2 separate regions of the Sus scrofa genome follow, and region 2 is linked to region 1. The links are chromatin contacts, called in public Hi-C maps. All regions are on one chromosome and are shown on one strand. Each heading gives the region's core, a stretch centred on a gene start, on an enhancer-like site or on the middle of the called end of the contact. The rest is flanking DNA. Distances are from core to core; before and after follow the strand shown. Region 1 holds the start of SUSD6 (sushi domain-containing protein 6). Region 2 overlaps SUSD6 (sushi domain-containing protein 6).

Region 1 (7,384 bases), core at 4,235-6,734:
GGTGAGGTTTTTGCATGCAATCTCCAACTACTGGACGAAAGGATCCTGAGTCATTTAATTTATCACCACAGAAGATCCTCTTCTGAGTAATAAAGAATTGTCAGTCAACACCTCTGCCGGCGGCAAACCCACTGAGAACCTACTGCTATTATCAGGAATCCCAGGCTAACTTCCCCCAAATCAAGCAATGGGGCTCTGCCAAAAAAAAAGAAAAAAGAAAAAATTAATAAATAATACCTGGATACGTGTGTGGGAGGAGGGAGTCCACTGAAAGGCCCGATGCTATCAGGTAATTTTAAAGATCTGCTAACACTGTCGACAGTAACAGAGAACTGCATCTGTTTCTGCTTGAGAAAAATGCTTCAACAATATCCTGTTTCTGGAGTGCTGCACGAATTCTTGGCCTGCAGTTTCAGATGCTTCAAGGGTGGCTATTTTCCTTTTTTGAGACTGAGGAGCCAGGGAGAATACAGCAGAGGCAACACCCGCCTGTCTGTGAGACCCATTCAGTCCTCACTAGAGGCGCTGCATTCTCTGCTGCTGCTGCTGCTGCTGCACTGGTACCTTCACAGACACTGGCTGTCCCCCAGCCCGGGCCGCAGCACAGGTGGCCTTTCACAGCTGAAGTGACACAGCTGCACACCACTGTGAGGGCTGCCCACAGAGTGGAGCCTTGCACACTCAGGTAAGAACCAGAGGATGACAGATCAAGTAGAGAACTCCCGCTGGTGTCCAGGCCAAAGGACTCACCGGGAAAGAAAAAAGGCCACCATCACAGACACAGGTGAGCGCCTGCAAAAGGCAACACCCACAGGTGCCTGACAGGCTCTGCCACTAAAACCTAACTCTTGTAAAAGGTGCCCCGTTCCCCAGCACCTCTACTTTTTCAGATAAAGGATTTACACAGAGACATTGGAATGTTCAGCCATCTAAGGGAACAATGGCTGCTGCCTTGACTCCGAGCCAGGGTGGGAGTGAACAGATCCTGATGCTCAAGGACGGTCACCCCCACGCCATCCTGAACCTGCTTCTTTGGTCTCAGATCCACAGCTGTGAGCCGCTTCAAATACCCGTCCCAATCCCCCCCACCCCACCCCGGCCCCAGCCTCAAGCTGCACCCTCATTCTCACGCACAGGGAAACGGCTCTACCACATCACAGGCATTATTTCTCACTGCTCTAGTTTTCAAGTTTCCTGCATTGTGGCAACATAACTTCAGAGGATTAATTTTTTAAAAACCTACCATTAAGTGAAATCTTACCATAGTGGGATATGTGGGCGGCCCCAAGACTGAAGCCATCTTGAGGAGAAAGCAGGGGAAAGAGTCTCAATTATCACAAAATTACCCCCGTGCTTGCCCTTCACCCAAATGCCCTAATCCTCAATCCTCAAGTCTGCACCACTGCAATATCTGCTTTCAAAGTTTACAAAAGACAAGACCAAAAACAGCACTGGGCTTCGTCCTCTCCTTATTCCTTCTCACCTCTCTCCTACTGCTTGAAGGAAAGCCCATTATACAAACCTTCCCTCCCCTCCAGGCAGACAGAAGAGGGAAAATGAAGCCTGCTTGCCAGCTTTCGCTAGGGGATCACATGTCAATGCAGGGGCTCAGTAAAATGCTTCGTGCATGGCAATTACACAACTGGGCCTAGGGGGTCTGCAGATCAGACCTCCAAGTGGGCATTTCAGGCCCAAAAGCAGGCATCACGTCCCTGCTGCTGCTTCTCCGTGAATCGTCCCTTGAGAAAAAGGGAATCAGAGGGAAAGACAAACGCATGTGCCATCTGGCCTTCCTCCTTTGCCTGCAAGCAGCCCCACTAAAGACATGCTCCCCAGGTCACTTGTTTCGGAACAGAAATGAGGAAGATTATGTGACTCACTAAGTTTCAAAAAGATATTATAATTCTCTGAGCCCACAGACGGATGCCAGTAGTCACCTGGTGTTAGAAGAACTAAGCATATAGAAAAAGAGTACAAAGAAAGATTTAAAACATAAGGCAAGTTTTTTTTCTGGAGGATGGAAAAGCATGGGGGGAGTGCAACCATGATGAGTAGCCATAAACCTGAAATTAGTTCTCACTTTGAAGAAGCCAAGCGAATCTTTCCCTTTGGAGGGTGCATACATGTGTATGTGTAGGGGGGGTGGGGGGAGCTCTAGGAATTGCTGCCCCGGCAATGGCAAGGGAGGAAATCCCCTGCCAGGAGCTGCACTATTACATAAGAGCACAAGTTCAATCACCACATGATGGAGCCCTGCCAGGAAACAAAAAAGTGCTGAGGTCTCTTCATCTGCCAGCCTGCATCTGTAACACCTCATTCTACCTTTCCTCCTCTTCTTTCTATCCACCCAAATGCTGGGCTTTGAGAAAGCAAGCCTCAGCAAATAAATTTCACAATGGGTTTGCTCTCAGGGTTTAAACACCGAAAGGCAGAGGGGAGGTGGGTCCTACTCTGAGCACCCAGGGACCTGTCTCTGTCTAGCTGTAGGTGAGGTTTTGTTTCATATGCCATGTCTACAATGGTATCAGAAAAGCCACCCTGGAGCCTCCCTATAGACAGGAAGTTCTACTTATCAGGCCTCGTACCAGTATTGTCCTCTCTTTCACACACTGGGCAGAATGTCCTTAAGTAGCAAATGGCCACCAAGGAAAACTAACAACATAAGCCAAAATAAATTGACTTAAAGACTGTGAACGCCATGAGGATATGGCTGGGTTCTGTCTTATTCATCACAGTAACCCCAATACCTAGCCCAGTGCCTGGCACAATTTCTGCATCACATATACTTATAAATACTGAATAAAAGAATGAATGAACATACGAATATTGTGCAAACATATCATAAATGTGTACCTTGGAGAAAGAGATAAGGATACACACGATCCGAGAAATGGCCTGAGGAAGTAGTGCTTTGGAAAGACTTTAGAGACTCCAGTTTCAGAGTTTCCGACATGGCTCAGTGGTTAACAAATCCAACTAGGAACCATGGGGTTGCGGGTTCGGTCCCTGGCTTTGCTTAGTGGGTTAAGGATCTGGCGTTGCCATAAGCTGTGGTGTGGGTCGCAGACGCAGCTCAGATCCGGTGTGGCTGTGGCGTAGGCTCCTATGTAAACCTCCATATGCCGTGGGAGTGGCCCAAGAAATGGCAAAAAGACATTTAAAAAAAAAAAAAAAGACTCCAGTTTCAATTTGACCAAATGGTAAGCAAACTAGAAATTAAGAGTATAATCTAGTAGTTGAGAGTGTGCGCTCTACCAGGAGCTACATTTGTGACCTTGGGTGAGTTATTCGCTTCGGCTTTGGGAATAAAGACAAAATCTACCAAAAAAGCTTGTTGTTTATTAAATAAAATCAAGAAAATTCTTGGCTCAAAGCTCAGTTCACAGTAAGTCCTCAAGAGCTTTTCCTTGTTATTGCTAATATTTTTATCTTGTTAAATAACCTCCTTACTGAGGAGCAGGCAGACAACCCTCCCCTCCAACTCTGTGAAAATTTTCATTTCTGGTTGAATATGCATCTGGCTAAAAATGAACAGCCCAGAAAACTCAAAACTCAATGCCAAGCACATGTCTCTACTAGCCTCCACTAGATATGACAACTTGGGTGTAGAATTCCCAAAACAAAAAAGGTGTATGCATTCACATCATTTACACATATATTTTAAATGACAGCGATGAAAAGAACAAGAAGTGCATTAACCAGTGTAAAGGATGGAAAGCAGAAACTGGCACAACACTGTAAGTCAACTATAATTTAAAAAATTTTTTAAATTAAAAAAGAACTTATTCATAAAACAGAAACCAACTCTTAGATTTCAAAAGAACCGATGAGCTAGGACCAGCCTCCCCTCCAACTCACAGATTTCAAAATCAAACTTACGGTCACAAAGGGGAAACCATGGCGGGGGAGGATAAATTAGGAGGATGGGGTTAACACATACACACTACTGTATATAAAATAGATAACCAAGGACCTACTGTATAGTGCAGGGAAATCTACTCAACATTCTGTAATAACCTATACGGAAAAAAAAATGGATACACATTTATGTATAAGTGATTCACTTTGCTGTACACCTGAAACTAATACAAATTTTAAGTCAACTATATTACAATAAAATTTGAGGAAAACAAGAGAAATGAAAAGGGACAAAAGGCACACTCACCACCTCAGCAGACCTAGAAAGGCAGTGAAGACCTACAGTTTAATTGAACTGGGTAGTTTTACTGGACCTCTCTACAGAGCACACACAAGCACAGTTAGCAGGAGCAAAAGAACCCAGGAAGCTGTCTGCCACCGAGGGGGCATTCTATGGGAACAGCAGCATCAGGCCTCTTTGCCAAGCTGTGAACTTCCCTGGAACCAGCCAAAGAGTTGTTTCTGATGCCTCTATTCTCCCAGGTCTTAGAGTCCCCAAAACCACTTCCCCTTCCTGATCTCCTTACAGATAATTGTTCCCAATTCTGCAGCCCCACAGTCACAACCCCGTGGGAAGGTCAGACCTAAACCAGTATTTGGAGTCCCTAAAAGCCAGAAGTAAAATAGAAAGTCTACATACACAAACAGGAAGTGGTTTCGGTGTCTGTCAGCCCGGATAATAAGAAAAGTTTTTGAGATTAAAGACCAGAACAGGCACAGGGGCTCCAAAAAGCTCCGGGGCTTCCATACCCGGGCTCCAAGGTATCCTCGGTCCACCGTCGCTAAGCCGACCCTACCCGGAGCAGGACCCAAAGCTTTAGTTGGTCTGAGTGCAAAACAGTAACACTAATAGTAACAGCAAGACAGCCTCTGCCTATTTATCTACACTCCAGCGATCTGCAAAGCGTAGTCTCCGTCCTGAACTACCGACCATAGCAGGACCCCAGGAGCCGAGACCCCCGCCACCAAGTTCCCGGCCGCAAACCGGCCGCCCAGTCCTTCTCCAAGCCCGGCACAGCTCACCCCGCTGCCCTCTCAGTCCCGCGCCAGGCCGGCCCACGCCGGCACAGGCAGGGCTCGCCGCCGGGCGTCGAGGTGACAGCGAGGCCGGCGCGGGGAGTGCGGAGAGCAGCGGACGTTGGGTGGCCGGCCCCAGCTCCCCAGCATCCCTCCCGGGCGGTGCGCGCTGGCCCTGCGCCCCTGACAGCCAGCCAGCGGTCCAGTGACACAATGCCGGCCCCCGCCGCCCCTCGGCCGCGGTGACAACTCACCCGGGGAACGGCGTGGCGACCTCCGGGATGGGGGCGCTCGCACCTTCCACCGCGCAAGGATCAGCTCCGCTGCCTGCGCGCACCCGCAGCCCTCTAGGGTCTGGGCGAGACCCCGCGTACCCTGGTCTGGCTGGCGCCGGGCGGCGCTGCAAAACGAGGAAGCGGGAGTCGGGAAACAGGCTGTCGCCGGCTTAGGAGAATGGAACGCGGCGGCGGCAGCGGCGGCGGCGGCAGCAGTTTCCGCGTCACTGGCCCAGCTGTACCGCGCGGGCGGGGGAGGCCCGTGGAGGGGGAGGGGAAGGGGCGGGCAATGGGCGGGGCCAGGCGCGCACGCAACAAGCGCCGGCGTCGCGCCGCCGCGACCGCCCGGCTGGGAGGATCGGCCGGTCGATGGCTGCCAGCACGCACGCGCCGCCCGCCGGCCCGCACGCCCCGAGGCGGGTGAGACGGGGAGTGGGGCGGGCTCGTCTTAAAGGGACAGTGTCGCGCCGACTTCGCTCTTGTGGACCAGTTGATGGTACAGACTCAGACTGCGGTGCCTTTGCGGTGCGCTCTCCATCTCTTTTACAATTAGTAGTAGTATCGTTATTTGGATTTTTAGGATATTATTTGTATTATTGGATTACTATTATTTGCAAAAATTGGTTTGCTTTCCCTTTGACAAGGCTTTCATTCATGCTGCCTTCTTAGCTCCTGAATCGCTCTCCAGGCCTGTCGCTAGGGCAGGTCGTTATCTTCCTATTAAGCAGTACTTCTCAAACTGTGGTGCAACTGCCTACCTCAAACTGCCCCTAAGTTGGGGGTGTAAAAATGCAGATTCGCGGTCCCACATCCAGCCATTCTGATTCAAAAAACTACGATTGGACTCTGGAATCTTTATTTTAACAAGCATTCCTAAGTGATTCCTCAGCGTACTAAAAAGCACGCAACAGATCTCAAGGTTCAGAAAACCGAAGTTCAGAGTGAAGACTGGCAGAGTTGGAGCTAGAACCCGCCACATTCCTAATTTTATTTCCCATTCTGAGCCTTGTCTCCTGGGGCAATTTTCCAACATTATACTATGCCAACCGTTGTGTACTTTATAGAAACAGCATCTATTGGTGATCCCACTGGGGGCCTAGGAGATAAATCCTCTGGAAGTATTTACAGGACTTGTGACCCCTTGATGACAATGGTTATGACTTTTTATTTTTTGCTCCAGGCCCTTGAACAGTGCCTGGTCTCGGAGGTGCTCAATGAATGTGGAAACTTTCCTACTTGAGAATCAGTACCAGAGACTTCAGCCTATGCTGCAGCTTGGGTCTCAGATGCCCATTGGAGGAGGACACACCCTCTCTGGGCCTCTCACCTAGCCTAGTTCTAGTAGGTTCTCTAGAAAAGTGCTGTGAATGATCAGGTCTCATTTTCAAAAAAGTGCAAAAACAAAGCAAGCAGAGTGCAGCCCCCACCCCATCATGCCCACATACGCATCCTCCAGAGAACACTTCCAACCTGGGCCCCACAAACCTACGGCTGTTGCTTCCTTTTCTATAAGCCTGTCCTTGCTCTGCCTCCTTTCCTCCTTGAGTTCTGTTAAGAAGAAAACCCACAGGCCCAAAATGGTGTCACTTGTGCTAAAGCCCATGATACCAAACCTAGATTTAATACCTAACCTAATTGCAGTTTCAGCCTTCACCATAAATGTAATCTTAACCAGTTTCGAATTCTCTGGCCAGCACCAATGAGATGCTGTCACATAGTAATCTGTCACATGGACCCTCACCATTCCCCAGAGGAAGAAGAGGCAATCTGCATGATAAAACCCTTGCCAGTTTTCTCCCTCCAAAAAAGATGTTAGGGCATAAAAAAATAATTTTTATTTTCTTTTACTAATAGCTCCCTTGCCCTATTCTTCCTATAAAACCCTTCCATTTTGTACAACCCCTCTGAGTGCCCTTCTAGTTGCTAGACAGAAGGTCTCTGATTTCTGAATCATTGAATAAAACCAATTAGATCTTCAGATTTACTTGGTTGAATTTTGGAGGGTCTTCTTTCATCTTTTTTTAATTACTTTTTTTTTAAATTGAAGAATAGTTGATTAACAATGTTGTGCCAAATTTTAATATTTCCTAGGTCCAGACTCACTGGAGAAGATGGACACGCTCCCTTCCTACTCATCTCTCCCACTACGGGGGCCATAGCACGCAGATCACCAA
Region 2 (6,680 bases), core at 527-3,026, 55 kb before region 1:
AGTTTTTGTGAGAACACCAATACGACATGATATATAAGAAAGTGCTTTATATCCTGCCAACCGTCAACAGTAGTAAGCTGTTAACAGCTATTACTACCCATTATTCCTCTGATCGCAGGAGGTGGTTCAAATCATTTACTCCTCTTTAGAGCCAAGAAAGGAAATATGCTGGAATAGGCATTGCAACCGTAAAAACACAGAGAGAAAGTCTCAGAAACTTCAAGTCCCAAGGTCTGTGGTTAGTCCCTGCCCTGCTGGAACCTCACCCACTCAGGCCTCTGTGCTTCCACCGGGGCAGGGAGGAGGTGGCAGGGGGCGGCTCAGTAACTAGACTGTGCCTGGCACACCCTGGAGGCCTGTAAGTGCTGAGTGATGAAAAGTTTGCATATACCACCTGGAACAAGAGGGCATTCTCACAGGGACCCCTCCCACCTGCACACCAAGAACTAACTGGGGTTTTAGAGGAGCAAAGTGAGTGAGACAGTGGCTTCCACGTGGGTGAGAACTTAAGAACAGCAACAGCCTCAGCTTCTGGAAGTACCGCCAAAGCCAGTCCTTCAGGTCCTCCTCAAACCGCCCTTGCAGGAGATGAAAAAGCAGAGTGCAGTATCCAGCTGCCGCAGATGAAAGCAGCGTGGTGGGGGAAATGAGAAACAGAGTCAGGATTTCCAATTACTGCTAACATGAAGGTGTTCAGAAGGGAGAAAATTAATGGAATCATCAAAAGGCCGGTGATTTCACTTAAAATGAATTTAATCAACCTCAATCTTCCCCTGTTTCAAGGCAGACCTCCAGCTTATCAGTGCCTGAGCTGCCTGAAAGCCACCCGGGCCGGATCAGAGAGGGGCCAAGTGACAATTAGCTGAGGCTGGGAAATCTTTCATTTGCCCTTCTGGACAGAGGCTGGAGACAGGGGGCCAGACAATGGCTCTGAGGCAGGACGTGCTCATTTTCCCCAGCCCACGCGTCCTTTGGCCTGCCAACACAAACAACAGGAAACAAAGGCTGCGAACGGGGTCGAATTCAACCTGAAGAGCGGCACGGTAACTCACAGCTGCCCCTGACAAGGTGGGCAAAGGAGAGAGGGGAAGAGGAGGAAGGCTGGGGAGCTGCGGCGGTGTCCCTCACAGAGACGGCCGACACAGGGGCCTGTGATCTCCGCAGGCACAGCTCAGCCGCCGACACACACGCCGTGCAAGTGGCGGCTAGCTCTGCCGGAGCGCAGAGTGGGTAGAGTGAGCACCGAGGAAGGACAGAGAGGAGGGCAAAGGAGGACACCCACACCAGGTGAAGGGAGAAATGGACAGAAGTGAGAGAGGCACGCGGATACACCCCTCTACTCCATCCACCAGCAAGTATTCCCACAGGCCTCCCGTGAGCGCACTGCCAGCCTGTGCGGAATGACGGATGACAACTCTGAACACCTGGAAATGAGCACGGATCAGATGGCCTGGGAAGCACTGCCGCTGACGAGTGTGATGATCTGCAGTAAAGGGATCAGCACCCGACAGGGATGCCATGTCACTCCTCTCTGGACAGCAGCACAACTGCAGAGGCTGCAAAGACTCTTTCAAAAGAAGAGTTACTCCGATTTCTAAATGCCTCTGGTTTCAGTTTTAGCAAGCTGGATGGGGTTCTGCTTCAGTACCGTATACCAACAGAAGTTCTCTCGCGCACTGAAAATAAAAAAACAACTAACAAGAAAGCAGAAGTACCCCACCCCGCAGAGGAAGCTGTCAGAGGCGGCATTAAAGAATCTCAGGTATCTGAGCTCAATGAGCCCTGGAGAGCTAGTCTAACCCTTACCTCAGCCCCAAGCAAAGTTCACTGTTCATTCGAGGTGGTACTGGGACTGATGCCAGGACTCCAGCTCAGGGCTCTGCTCTTCATACCACAGACCAGGCTGGGGACAGACTTTCAGAGCCCACTGCTGCCTAAGAGGGGAGAATAAGAAGTGGAGGGAGAAGATGCTGGAGGTGCTGCCACCAGGGGTTCAGCAGGTCTGGCTCCAGATAGCTGGCGAGGACCAGAGCCAGACTGGTGAAGCTAAGAGACAGGATGGTACCTTCCTTAACCATTCAGCCTCTGCCCAGTTTTCAGGTTAGGCTGGTCCACCTGCAGTATCCTATTTCTGAACTTCTCTCTCCCAGCAGGTTCACGATCTCTCCATCCCTCTGCCCCTACACTACCAAATTAGCTCTTAAAAGGTCAGGTGGGCTTGCTCACCCCAAGTGTAAACTGGTGGGTCTTAAAGCGCAGTCCTCAGATCACTAGCAGTAGCCTGTAAGAACTTAGTAGAAATACAAATTCTGGAGTTTCTGTTATGGCTTAGTGGTAATGAATCCAACTAGTTATCCATGAGGATGTGGGTTCGATCCCCGGCCTCGCTCAGTGGGTGAAGGATCCGGCCTTTCTGTGAGCTGTGGTGTAGGTTGCAGATGCAGCGAAGATCAGACATTGCCGTGGCTGTAGTGCAGGCTGGCAGCTACAGCTCTGATTCGACCCCTAGCTGGAACTTCCATATGCTGTGGGTATGGCCCTAAAAAGCAAACAAAAAAAAGAAAAAGAAGAAATACAAATTCTCAGACCTCATCCCAGTTCTGATGAATGAGAAGCTCTGGAGTCAGGGCCCAGCAATCTGGGCTCTCCAGGGGATTCTAATGCACATTCAAATTTAAGACCCAACGGTGCATATATTTTACAAGCTTCAGCCTGTTGCTTCTCTTGCAAGTAGGTGACACTTAACCGGCACAGCTGAATGAGCTGAATTTCAAGCCTAGGAGCTTCCACTGGAGGAAGAGCTTTCCAACCCAGCATATTCTTCCCCTGCTTCCAGGGTTAAGACCTTGTACAAGACCACAGGGGAGTTCCCTGGTGGTCTAAGGTTAGGATTTAGTGCTTGCACCTTTGTGGCCTGGTTCACTCCCTGGTCTGGGAACTGAGATCTGACATCAAGACGATGCACGCTGCAGCCGAAAAAAAAAAAGTACACAGACTGTCCTTGAGGCTGTGACCAGAGGCAGGAAAGCACAGGCTTGGAGAGAAAGATCTTAACGGCCCTGAAGGGCCTTACCTAGAAATAATAATGGAACCTCCCTTTGCCAGCTGTGAACTGCTGAGACTAGACTTCAGAAGAGACCATGATGAGCCAGGGGCTCAGGCCACTTCCTGACTGGAGAGTTAGTATGACACTGATCTGCCCAGATGCTGTCCCACCTGATGGAGGCTGCAGAACTTGTTCTACAGGAAAACTGGCCTGAGCCAGACATTCGGGGTGGTTCCTGACTCCACCTCCACCGGGCTTTACCATGGGACCCACAGAATCCAACATGCACCTGCTGTGAGTGCCCTGACACAGCCTGGGCCACACTGGGTTGGCAACTGGATTTGCACTGGTGGCGACTAGGTTTGCACTGGTGTGTGCCAGGAAGCTGGCACCCTGGTGCCACCAGCCACAGCCTAAACAGAACAAAGAACCTGGCCAGCTCCCTTTCTGCTTCCCTGCCAAACCTACCACGATTAACCTTCTACTTCTCTAGCTTACACCTGGCCCTCATTCCCAACAGGGACTCTGGGGCTTCCCGGAGGAAAACAGTTGTCAGATTTCCAGGCCTCTCAAAATCCTGACTATAACAACCTTGTCTGACATGACTGTGGCTGTGGAAAAAACCTTTTTTTAGTGATCCCTAAATTTCTCCTCTCACCTCCTTTATTCCCAGGGGTGAGGCAGTCACACATTTGGAGGTCCAAGCTTTAGATACCAAAGATTTGGGCCTCAAACTCAAGATTTGGGGCTCTGTTGGAAACTTTGGTTTGATCTCCTATACAAACGAGGCTATTAATTAAATGTCGGCCTCCTGCCCAGCGAGGGATGAAGGATTAACCAGTTAATGCAAACCAAGTGCTTTGAGCAATTCAGCAGAAAGATGCTCTCTTAAAAAAAAAAAAAAAAAAAAAAAAAAAAGAGGAGTTCCCATTGTGGCTCAGCGGTAACAAACCTGACTAGTATCCATGAGGATGCAGGTTCAATCCCTGGCCTTGCTCATTGGGTTAAGGATCCAGCGTCGTTGCAAAATGCAGCATAGGTCACAGACGCAGCTCGGATCTGGCATTGCCATGGCTGTGGCGTAGGTCCCAGCTGCAGCTATGATTTGACCCCTCTCCTGGGAACTCCCATATGCCAGGGGTGTGTGCGGCTATAAAAAGGAAGAAAAAAAAGAGCAGTATAATAATCCTCTCCGTTATAATAGACTTTTATGGTCTACCCAGAACTTTCACATGTATTACCTCACTAATTCCATTATTCACAATCTTAATCATTCCTGCAGGGCCAGGGTCTGCCACTACTGGTAACGGAATGTCTGAATGCCAGGGAGAGGGATGCCAAGCTTCTCAAGTGCCTGATGTGGAGGACGGGTTCCTTTGCTGAAAGCCTCTCTCGCGAAACGCAACACACAACCCCGCTGGAAGTCACAATGCTTCTCTGCACCTCGAACACATCAAATCACGGACAGCCCTCAGGGCCGCATCCCAGATGACACGTCCTGGAATCCACGCGCCCACCCAGGTGCCAGCTGCTCTGCCCTCTTCTCCCTCCCCACACCCTCTGGCCTCGCCGTGGAATTCCTGATGCAGAGACCCACATGGGACCTGTGTGGTGCAATCAGACAGGCTGAAATAAGTCATCCTGTCAGACACGCCTCCCAAGGCTGGCTGGGCTGAGGCCAAGGATGGGGGGCCTGTCCCGAGTGACCCCTGGAAGGGCAGCCTTACTCAGCCCGTCACTTCCTGTTCCCACGGCAAACAGGAGCCCATTCTTCTCATCCTCATCTTCTCCACAGCTGGTACCCAAATCAACAGCCTCCTCCAGCCCTCCTTACGTCCCTGTTTAGACTCCTTCAACCCTTAATCCATGAACTGGTGTTTGTTTTTTCTTCAGCCCTTTGATTCTTACCACCAAGCTTCTGCCTCCTCCTCCTCCTCCACCCTCCTCCACCGTTCTGACAGCTCAGCCAGGAACGGCACCTACCTGCCTCCACCAGCAGCAGCTTCTCCCTCTGGGTGCTCCCTGCAAACTGTGCTTTGGAAGAGGCTCAGCCCAATCTGTGAACTCTCAGGCTAAGGCTAGACTTTATTTTTCTTTTTTGAAACCCCAGCTTCAAAACATACGCCACCAAAGCAGAGGCGTGCACTCAATTCACCCAGCAGGGTAGGACACCCATCAGTTTAGAGGACAGAAGGCACTGGACTTCCCAAGTTTCAACAGAAGTGACATGGCCAGTTCCAAAGGAAGGGCCAAGGTGAGCACAGCAGACACAAAACTAACTCTCACCCCCTCCTCCCTCAAGACCGCCCCCAAGACGCTGGCCGAGGTGCCACACAATAAACGACGGGGACAGGAACACCACACCCCATCCGGTGGGTGTGTTATCCTAAGCTCACACAGAGGAAAACTGAGGGACACTGAGAAACTTGCTTGAAATTATACAACATGTTAGTGGCAGAACGAGGCTTCAGACCACCCTGGCCCAAGAGCCTGTTAACCTTACAACACCATCTGACTCCCCTACTTGCCTTCCCCACCTGAGTCGGGAGTCCCCTCCCGCATGCGACCTCCAGTGCAGGGTGCGCCGACTTCCGTGCTCACAGCAAGTGTGGTACAGAATTGGCGCTGGCACGGTCACGGCAGTCAGCAGGAGCTCAGCAGGTAACTGCGGATAAGTCAGAAGGCTAAGCCATCACCTCTGCACTCCTCCTTGTCGAGAGTACTGTCTCCTGCCTGCGGCTGCTCTCCTTGCACAGGCTACTGTGAGGACCAAACTACATGGGATAACTTCCAGCAAGAGCTGGTCTAGAACTTGGCCCCGGAAAGTGCTCCCTGGCCTTACCCATCTCTTGCTGTAGTCCCTGCTTGCCTTAGAGCAACACACCGTTGCTAAATGAGTTGATGCCACTTATGAAAATACCAAGCCCAATCTGTCCCACAGTAACCCTGGCAACCCAGGGTCATTAGGGTTTGTGCATCATGATCTGCAGAACAAAGGATTCAGGTTCCCCAAACTGCAGTTCTCAGAAGTCTTGTTACTGAGCTGTCCTATGCCTTCAAATAGTCAAAGACAGTCAAGATTCTAGGAATTGGAATCCTGTCCATAGGAAAAACTTCCTGACATTGTCTCAAGAGAAAGGACTGAGACCAGGAGCTCCTGCTAATTCCAATCAACAAACACACACAAAGCCTACTCTCCTTCCTTCAGCCCCCATTAATTCTAGTGGTAAGGGGGTGGGTAGTGTCTCAGAGGTGACTTTGAAATGGATCTCAAAGGATGACGTGAAGGACGGATGGGAGGAAAGGGAGGTGGCGGGATTCCAGCCACAGGAATCTCACCACTGAAACGACAATGGGGCTAGGTCTGAAGTGCTACTGCTCAGGGAAATCAGAGTAGGAGTCCTCTTAGCCTTGACTTTAGGGACAGAAGCAGAGGAAGCTGTGGGTGAGGAAGGAAGCCAAACCCACACAAGCTCCTTGCCTGAGCCTCTCCAATGTCAGGATATTTTCTGAGCCAGCATGGTCGTCACCTGCATTCTTCCACATGACCTTCACTCCCATGGGCACTGAAAGCCTACCTTTCCCCCCTCATCACCTAAGGGGGCCCACGCTGGGTTCAAAGAGCCTCACTCAG

Evidence for each region. A called contact is a pair of places that touch in the nucleus more often than the background predicts.
Region 2: a contact with region 1 is called in a Hi-C map of liver, with 4 times the contacts expected there. The contact joins the enhancer-like site here to the promoter of SUSD6 in region 1. A contact is called at or near these places in 1 of 5 promoter capture datasets (liver), 16 of 47 Hi-C or Micro-C datasets (alveolar macrophages, brain, embryonic fibroblasts and 9 more) and 2 of 2 datasets of contacts at active chromatin or transcription factors (alveolar macrophages and skeletal muscle).

Annotation. Positions count from the first base shown.
Region 1 is chr7:93,251,812-93,259,195 of Sscrofa11.1, reverse strand. It overlaps SUSD6 (sushi domain-containing protein 6), which reads right to left and starts at 5,484. Exons shown (of 6, transcript XM_001926947.5): 1 at 5,190-5,484.
Region 2 is chr7:93,303,912-93,310,591 of Sscrofa11.1, reverse strand. All of the region lies in intron 2 of SUSD6 (sushi domain-containing protein 6), which reads right to left. Among named protein-coding and RNA genes, the nearest start is that of SUSD6, 54 kb to the right of the region's middle. Within about 2 kb of position 1,776, at least 13 of the 83 cell types and tissues checked have an H3K27ac peak or open chromatin away from gene starts, as enhancers often do. A contact at or near this core is called in alveolar macrophages, liver and omental adipose tissue, where this site is marked.